Regions from separate parts of the Ovis aries genome. Here region 2 is linked to region 1. A link is a contact called in public Hi-C data. All regions are on one chromosome and are shown on one strand. Each heading gives the region's core, a stretch centred on a gene start, on an enhancer-like site or on the middle of the called end of the contact. The rest is flanking DNA. Distances are from core to core; before and after follow the strand shown.

Region 1 (4,612 bases), core at 890-3,389:
CATAAGAAACCCTGACATTGAAACATATGCCACAAACTAATAAAGGATATAAAATAACAATTCTGCAAGTTTGCCTTAGACTGATCTTCATTCTATCCCATTGCATTCATTCTGTCCTGTTGCATTCACCCAATCCAGATTCTCATACAGCATAACAAAGAGTTCCTAGTACTTGAAAAGTTAATACGTAAAAAAAATAGTGACATTCTTATCTCACTTACCTTTTCTATTTATTGGGAAGAAAGAGTATCTACACTTAGATGGCTTTATAGTCAGAGAAAGTCTTCAGTTAGCTGCTTGGAACTTTCTAATTTTGTTATCCTGATATAAAACGCAAAATTAAAACAGTAAACCAATAGATTAAAAAAATTTTTTTTGATTGCCCTGGGTCTTTATCATGGCACTCTGGCTTTCACTAGTTGCCCCCCTGGCATGTGGAATCTTAGTTGCCTAACCAGGGAGAGAACTTGGATTCCTTATATTGGGAGGCAGATTCCCAACCACTGGACCATCAAGGGAACTCTCCCAGCCCCACCAATAGATTTTTAATGTTCAAAAATTTTGAAACTTCAAACAATTTTGCCAATGATTTTGCCTGTTTTTGATAGCATATACATTCTTGCTTCATTACTTCATTGTAGAACATGCTTGATTCCCAAACCAAACTCAACATAACGTGTCATTTAATTTGTTTGTTTAAAATTAGGATTTTTTTCCACACAGTTAAAAAAATTAGATTCTGCCATTTGTTAATTTTTAAAAAGTAGAGTTTTGCCGTGATATAATATAAAAATTATCTCAGTACCTTAAAGTGAACTGACAGTATATCAATGAGGTGTTGATCTAAAACAAAGTATTTTAAAATTAAAATTACTTCTTTATTATATATGATCCAAAAATGATGACTTCTTTATTACTAAGAAATGGGACAAATATATGAATAATTAATAGAATGCATTAAATGAAAATTTTAACTTTATAACCTATAATTATATTTTTAACAAGCTATAAATATATTGTTGTTTTTTGTTTAGTCACTAAGTTATGTCCAACTCTTTGCAATCCCATGAACTGCAGCACTCCAGTCTTCCTTGTCCTTCACTAGCTCCCAGAGTTTGCTCAAAGTCATGTCCATTGAGTTGGTCATGCCATCCAATCATCTCATCTTCTGCCACCTTCTTCTCTCTTGCCCTCAATCTTTCCCCAGAATCAGGGTCTTTTCCAATGAGTCAGCTCTTCGCATCTGGTGGCCAAAGTATTGGAGTTTTAGCTTCAACATCAGTCCTTTCAATGAATATTCAGGGTTGATTTCCTTTAGGATTGACTGGTTTGATCTGCTCTCAGTCCAAGGGACTCTCAGGAGTCTTTTCCAGCATCACAAGGCAGAAGCATCAATTCTTCACCTTCTTAATGGTCCAACTCTAGTCTCAAAATATATATGAGACTAGATATAGATGTAGATAGAAAGGTATAGATTCAAAGGAAGTACTTTTGAATGAAAATCCCTTGTGAATACATAGTTTATGTTTCATGGGGGAAAATGAAAGAGAAGGAGAGAGGTGTGAAATACTGGCAGGAAAAATCCTTTGTTATATCATAAAATCATTAGTTCACACATCTCCTTTCAGAAAATTTACCTCTTTTCTGGATGGTTCCACCCACTTCCCCAAGAGTATGGGGTATAAGCCTCTGTTCCAAATACCTCGCTCTTTTTTTCCAGGACGAATTACTATTTGAGAACTTAAGAGTTTGGTGGTAAGTGATAACTTCTCCAGACCTTTCAAGAGTCAAGAGCAGAGACCTGAATATTGGTTGGTTTTCCCTGTCTCACACTAGCTTTTTCTTTCTTCCATCACTTTCCAGAGTCTGAGTCACATGGGTAAGCAAGCCAAATATTTCTGGAGTCAGACAAGCCACCAGTATGCATGCATCACCAGAAAACTAACAGCTGTCTTTGACATACAGGCAAGGGTGTCAAGCGCTGGCACGGAACTCGGGCTGGCTTCCTGACATGAACCTGTTGACACACTTCTTGACTCTCAGATTGATTTTTCTTTTCCCCAGTCTCTGGGTTCCCCAGTTTGGGAGTTAGCTTCCTGCTTACATTTGCCCAGAATGAGTAGCTGTTCGCAAGGCAGTCATTATGCAAGTATCAAGTTCATTCCCTAATCCACCGTCCTGCGTCAGTCCCCAGACGTCTGGTCCACGAGAGGAAACAGATGCTATCTCAATCTAGTTTCTGTGAGATCAGAAGCAATCATTTCAGTTCCTCTCTGGTTTCCTGAGCCAACCTTCTCCATGCTTCTACTACAAAGCCTACCTCAACTTTTGTATGGCTAGCTCTAAGATCTCTTTATGGGTGCAGTGAACCCTGAATTGTTGTTCTTATAAGCAATGGAAAAAGAAGAATTGTTCCTAAAAGCAATTCAAGCTCTTAAGGTTTTAGAAACATGCCTCTTTGAAAACTGAGCAGTGCTTTCTAGAACTTTGCAAGGAAGTTTCATCTTTTTAAATCCACAGGCTTGCTGCATATATCATGGTGCCCTGCTGCTGAAAAATCATGACTGAATCAATTTTATGAGGTTCTGAGGTCCCTTTGCCTTGCTAGCTGGCTCTTGGAGACTTTACCTAGCTCTTAAAAGATGTATTATAGCCAAGGAGAGAAATAAAGAAGGACTCAATAGTGGGAACATCATAGGAGCACTGAAAATCACTAATATATACAAAAAGGATACATGTAGTTCCAAAGTGACTGCATAAGCCAGATATTACTCTTGAAATTGATTATATGGCTAAGCTCGTATGACAATAACCTGAGTGTAGAATATGTACATGCTTATTTTATTTTTTTAATTATAATCTTCTTTGCAAAACTATAGGGTCTGTGAGAGAAGAGATTTTTTATTTCTTTACTACTGTATTATTGTGTCCTATATGTGATAGGTTCTCAGTAAGCAAAACTGGACAGTGAGGCAAAAAAACGTGGCCTAGCCAAAATTTAAAAAAATTTTTCATCATGCAAAGAAATAAATATAAATACTAGTACAACTGGAAACATCGGTTTATTTTCCAGGACACTATCAAAGGTGTATCATAAAACTTTAAGCTAAATGCCTAAAGATAATTGATAGAAAACAAAGGAGCACAAGGAAAAAAATGCAAAACATAAAATTTGAGATGAGAAACCAAGTTTTTCAGCCAGGAAAATAAATGTAAATGAGTAAAGTTGTCCTATTAAAAGATAAAGACTTTCATATTAATTTTAAAGGTCTGTTATTTATTTCTATTTAATGTCTGATAAATAAATTTTATTCGTATAAAACAAGTCATTCAAAAATAGCTACTATTATAACATCAGAAGCCATGAACATAGTCAAAGAGTGTTGGGGGTGGTGAAGTTTAAAAATGTCTATGGAGACTTCCCCAGTGGTCCAGTGCCTAAGAATCTGCCTGCCAGGGGCCATAGGTTCCATCCCTTGTTCTGGAAGGGTCCACATACTGTGGAGCAACTAAACCCATATGCCACAACTACTGAGCCCACGTGCCCAGAGCCCACGCTCTGAAACAAGAGAGGCCACCACAATGAGGAGCCCATATCCTAAAACAAAGAGCAGCTCCCACTTTCCACTAGAAAGAAGCCCATGCATAGCAACAAAGACCCAGTACAGCCATAAATCAATTAATCAACTTTGAAAAATCTCTATGAATAACACAATCATTTGTTACATCCAAAAACGATTGAAAACTTGAGGATAGAAAGATATCACAGTCATATACTTTTGGAAATACTACCTTCACCTGTAAGTATCTTTGGAGTAATAGCTATTTTATATGCACCAGAGATTCATAATAAATAGTAAATTACCCCAAAGGCACAAATGAAACATTAACATAAGTATGAAAATAATTTTATGTAAGGTTAAAAATCTAGTTTAAGATGCTTCAAATATATAGAGCTATGGACTAATGCATTATATCCTCTGAGTTGAGGTGGAAATATAATTAGGGTTAGAGGCACGAAAGAATGTATGACCTATGTTAGATTTTTTTTAAAGGCAGTGGGAGCTTTGTAAAGGTTTTAAGTATAGGGAGAAGTGTAATTAAGTTTGCCATATAAAAGGATCACTCTATCAGTCACACCAAGAATGAAGGAACTCTAGAAGTATCCTGGAAGCCAGTGAAGAAGCTAAGACAAGCTTTCAGGAGAGAAAAAATGGTGGCCTGCAGAAGGTGATGCAATAGAGAGAGAGAGGTAAATACATTTGAGAAGTATTTGGAAGGTAGAATGGATAAGACTTGGGGATTGATTGTGTGGGTGTACATGGCAGGGTGTATTTCCAAAGATGGATTCAATAATATTTCCCATCCAGATCAAGAGATAGAGCCTGTCTCCACATCCTTAACTCTGGGTGAGTCCTGAGACTACTCTCTCTAACCAATAGAACATGGAGGAAGTAAAACTGTGTCATTTCGAGGTGTAGCGTTCAAGCAGCCAGCTCTCTTCCACTTCCTGTCTCTTAGAACCCCCAGGTAAGAAGTGTGACTACCCAGAGAACAAGCCTTGAGAAGCCCAAGGCCTTGGAGAGGTCCTGGAAGATGAGATGGCATGTGA
Region 2 (4,612 bases), core at 1,570-4,069, 120 kb after region 1:
TTAGGAGAAATGGAAAAGATAAAAAATTTTACCAGTTGGGGTGGGGGTGGGGAGGGCAGCGGGAAAGACAAGGCTATCTAAAACACAAAGGCACACACACACTTTTATACATCTGAAATATATGTACAAAGTTGAAGGACAAAAAACAAGTTGGGAAAAAACTGCAGCATATCACAGAACAATCTTCCTATGAAAAGGCAATAGATTGTACAAGCAAAAGACTTATGAATACGAAATTTACAACTAGCTGTAACTGGCATTAAATAGATGAAAAACATTTGATGAAACCAATAATTACAGGAATGAAAATAAAAAACAGAACAGTAAAAACCCTAATACTTAGTAAGGGGAAATGGGGACCATCATACAATGTTACCAGGACTATGAATAGATACAACATTTCTGTAGGATAATATGTATCCAAGTTTAAAATGTGTACCACTTCTAGTCCAATAATTCCTCTTTCAAAATGTAAACTTAGGAGATCATCTCTTAAAGATGGAAACCATTCATCACAATGTTGTTCGTAATAGTGACAAACTGAAAATAGCCTAAACGCCTACCAATAATAATAATGAACACATATTAGTGCCTCATAAACAAAAATGTCATGCATCTATTAAAAATGATGGAGAGATCATACATTTACTGACATGAAAAAATTACTCATGACATTTTACATGGAAGCTCCATGAGAGCAGGGGCCTTGGATTTATTGTTCTTCAATCTTATTTCCAGCACTTAGAACAGTGCAAAAGAGCTTCCTAGAAAGTATTTATTAAATACATGAATTTTAAAGCTGGTTACAGAAAAATCATGGTATGGTCCCTTCCTCGTTCCTTCCTGACCTCCCTCTCTTCCTTTCCCTCCCCCTATAGAAATATAATTGGAAGGATAGTACAAAAGGTTGACAGGCAATGGAGTTTTGGTGTGTGTGTTTAACTTTCCTCTTTCTTCTTCTCTGTAGTCTAATTCCCTATACAATAAGCCTGTTTTATTTCTATGATCAGATAAAGTAACAAAATTGCTTTTTAATAACTTATATATTTAAAATGAACTCCAGAATGTTCACTGCCTACAGCTCACAAACTCCAAAACCTAAAAACAGTATCCAAGAAGCATTTTTCCTTCATCTTCAAAGAAATACCATCATGCATTTACCATGTATCAGTAGCATCTTTCTCCACTACCAGGAAATGCTACACTACACTAATAAAATGCAGCATTTCTAAAAGGAAGAAGTACTTTTTCTGCAGTGAAAGGGAAAGAAAAACTGTTAAGTAATTTCTTAAAGTCTTCTCTCTACTAACATATACCCTATTCTAAATGGTGGTAAAGATAACTATGCACAATCTTTTTTTTTTTTTTTTTTCCAGCTAAAAGTCTAGTGAATCCAAGAGTAATGGGCTGTGTCAATTCTTTCATCTCCTTACAAAGACTTTTTCCATTTTAAAGACAGTCAAACAATTAAAATATCAAAAATAGTTACACACCCTATGTCATACTCATCCCATTACCCGATTTTATTTTATTTCATAGTCTTTATCACTATCTGAAATAACCTTATTCGGATTTTAATTATGTCTCTCCCTTCTGGAATGTAAGCTCTATGAGGACAGGAATTCTGTCGTGCTTGATACTGTGTCTTCAATGAATGGTATCTAATGAAAAGGTATGTGCCTGGGGGGCGGGGCGGACCCAATCTAAAGACAAAATATAAGGAATTGGGGGGTGGGGGGTAGCCACACTGAAATGTACAAGCTGACGTGACTTAAGGTTACACCACCAGTTCAGAGGTTTGGTGGACGTTTTTCAAGATGGACAGGTGCTTCACATCTATCTAAGGACAGAAAGCTTATCCAGGAAGAAGAAAATCCACAGGGAGGTCTCCAGGTGGCTGCGTGCAGCTCCCAGAAGAGTGGAAATGATCACCATCATAATAGAAACGTGGCCCAGGTCGAGAGAGGGAAAAAAACCTCACAATACACCATACATCTTGGCCCAGATGAAAAACCACACGAATCCATAGCACAATCAAACCAAGCAAGCAACCCTCCGCCCTACACATAAAAAGAGTACAGTCTCTTTCCGCTGGCTGTGAAGTCGCCTGCCGCCCAGCCACCCCCTCACTGGTCACTTCTCTCTTCCAATGAACCCCCCGGCCCAGCTGATCCAAGGCTAGAGAGACTGGGAGGGAGAGTCTGAAAATTGGCTGTCTCCACCCCCATCCGAGCCCAATCTCCTCCAAAGCGAAATTCCTCCTACCCTCGCCTGTCCCCGAGGCCTGGACCCCGCCGCGGGTCCTCCAGCTGCCCCTCACTCACGTGTAGATGATGGCCATGAAATGCATCAGCCACAGCACCAAGAAGAGGACGAACCCGAAGACGGCCATTCCCTCCAGGGCCAGGTCCAGCAGCGCCATCCCCCGGCCCGGCCCGATCCGGCCGCCGCAGCGGACAGCGCTCCCGCAGGAGGAGGACTGGGTGGGCGCCCGGCGCGGGGGCGCAGAAGAGGAGAGAAAGGTGGGGAGAGGAAGGGGCGGAGGGGGTGGGGGCGGAAGGGGCGGGCAGGGCCTGCGCGCCCCCGCCCGCGCGCTCTCCCTCGCGCGCTGGCCCGGGCGCGCTCGCGGGTGCCGGCGCTGCGGTGGCCGGGCTCAGTGGTCAGGTCGGCCGTGGCCCCGCGCTCCCGCTCGCCTCTCCACCTCTTCGCGGCCGCCTGCCGGACCCCGCGCGCCTGCGCCGCCGCCTTCCCGCAGCCTTGGCGCCGGGCTCCGGGCAGCGCAGCTCCGCGCCTTGCTCTGCCGTCGCAGCTCCGAGCACTAATCGAAACCGCCCGCTGGCGCCCCGACTCCCCGGCGCACCCCGCCCCGCCCCGGCCCTCCGAAACCGCGGTCCCGCCCTCCGAGGGGCGGTGCGCGCCGCTCCTCTCCGCCCACCCTGCCGCCCTCGCGCTGGTGGCGTCACTGTCGTGAGCGCGCCCCTGGGAGGGCTAGTCTGGGTGTTCCTCTCCAGCCGCCGGCCGCCGCCCACCTCTCGGCGACCGGCGAATGCGACCCGGGCAGCCGCCTCTGTCGGCGGAGCGCGACCCTGTGTCCAGCTCCGAGGACACTTTCCCTTTGTCCGGCTCTGGTGTGCCAGGGCGTCCTAGGAAAAGGCCCGGGGTTCCAGGCAGCCCCGAGTTGTCGCGCAGTGCAACTTCCAAAGCTGTGTCCGCAGTCTCTGCGCCGGGCATTGCCCGGAGCGGCCCAGACCTTCCAAGGCACGTTCCTGGGCGTCCGGATCTGTCCCATTGCCTTTCTCCCTTGCTACTTTCAATGCTGTCGAGCCTTGGATCACAACGTACCGAGAGTGAAGTCTTCTGCTTCACAGATCTCTAAGCACCTTAGAAGCAGCATGTATGTAACATACAAGAAATTCTCAAACTCTGGATGTAAAGGATTAGCTGATTCTGAAGTCCTCTAAGACTCCTGCCCAATATGATAGCCATAGGGGCTATTGCGCGCTTGAAATGTGGATAGCAGGAACTAAATGAGTTGTGTTACGAATGTAAGTCATACACCTAATATGAAGTGATACACTTGATGTCATTAATTTTATATTGATTTCAAATTTTAAGAATATTTTTGATACGAGTTAATTTATTAAAATTGTTTCGCTGCCTTTGCTGCTGTTTTTTAAATTCTGCTAGCTACTAGAAGATTTTAAGTTACCCAGGAGGATAGCACTCTAAAATGGAAAGATGTGGCATTTTGGATAGTAAGGTAACCTACTGTTTATCTTAATTTAAATCAGTCCAGGGAGATGTTTTAATCTAGTACTAAACGTTTCTCTTTCTTTAGCCTAGATGAGTTTATGTAGATTCTTCACTGTTTTATGTTTAGACAAGTGTTTATTATTTCAAATGATTTCCTTTTACATAATCCATGACTCCCTAGAGAGATTTCAGAATAGATTTCAATTTTGGAAAGAAGTTGTTTATCATTGTTATTTATATAGTTGATATTGATCGAATGAACTACCTCAATCTACAATTAAATGAGAAACTACAATCAGAAAGGGGCTTCCCAGGTGGCTCAGTTAGAAAGAATCCACTTGCATGCAGAACACAGGGGTTACCCTGTGTCAGAAAGATCTCCTGGAAAAGGAAATGGCAACCTACTCCAGTATTCTTACCTGGAAAACCTCATGGACAGAGGATTTTGGCAGGCTACAATCCATGGGATAGAAAAGATGTATACGACTTAGCGACTGAGTGTACGCACACCTTTAGAAGAGTTTGAATTAACGTCTATGTTGAGAACCAATCCTGGATTTGCTGTATCCTTTGTTTTACCTGGGTAAAGTCAGTAAGAAAGAACAAGACTTAGAAACCAGACTTCATTGTTGAGAGTTACTGGTTGATAAAGTTATAGCTCGATAGTGTACTAGCATGGAAATAACACTACAAGTGAAAATTTTTAAATGTCACTATTTTAGTTAATTCTGACTTAAAAAGAAACATTTGAATACATTTTAACATTTCTGAAATGGATCTCACAGTCAATGGCATTTTACAATTAATTGGTGTTTTTTCCTTAGTTGTACGTAAAATAATGCTGCATCTTACCATTAAT

What was found. Hi-C and Micro-C count contacts between places; a contact is called where the count stands out from the background.
Region 2: a Hi-C map of tail adipose tissue shows a contact between it and region 1, with 4 times the contacts expected there. The contact joins the promoter of UGCG here to the enhancer-like site in region 1. A contact is called at or near these places in 4 of 16 Hi-C or Micro-C datasets (blood, retroperitoneal adipose tissue, skin fibroblasts and 1 more).

The regions. Positions count from the first base shown.
Region 1 is chr2:11,532,947-11,537,558 of ARS-UI_Ramb_v3.0, forward strand. No RefSeq gene overlaps it. Among named protein-coding and RNA genes, the nearest start is that of UGCG, 120 kb to the right of the region's middle. Within about 2 kb of position 2,140, at least 12 of the 54 cell types and tissues checked have an H3K27ac peak or open chromatin away from gene starts, as enhancers often do. A contact at or near this core is called in tail adipose tissue, where this site is marked.
Region 2 is chr2:11,652,363-11,656,974 of ARS-UI_Ramb_v3.0, forward strand. UGCG (UDP-glucose ceramide glucosyltransferase) reads right to left here and starts at 2,820. Exons shown (of 9, transcript XM_004004013.5): 1 at 2,325-2,820. The coding sequence starts at 2,422.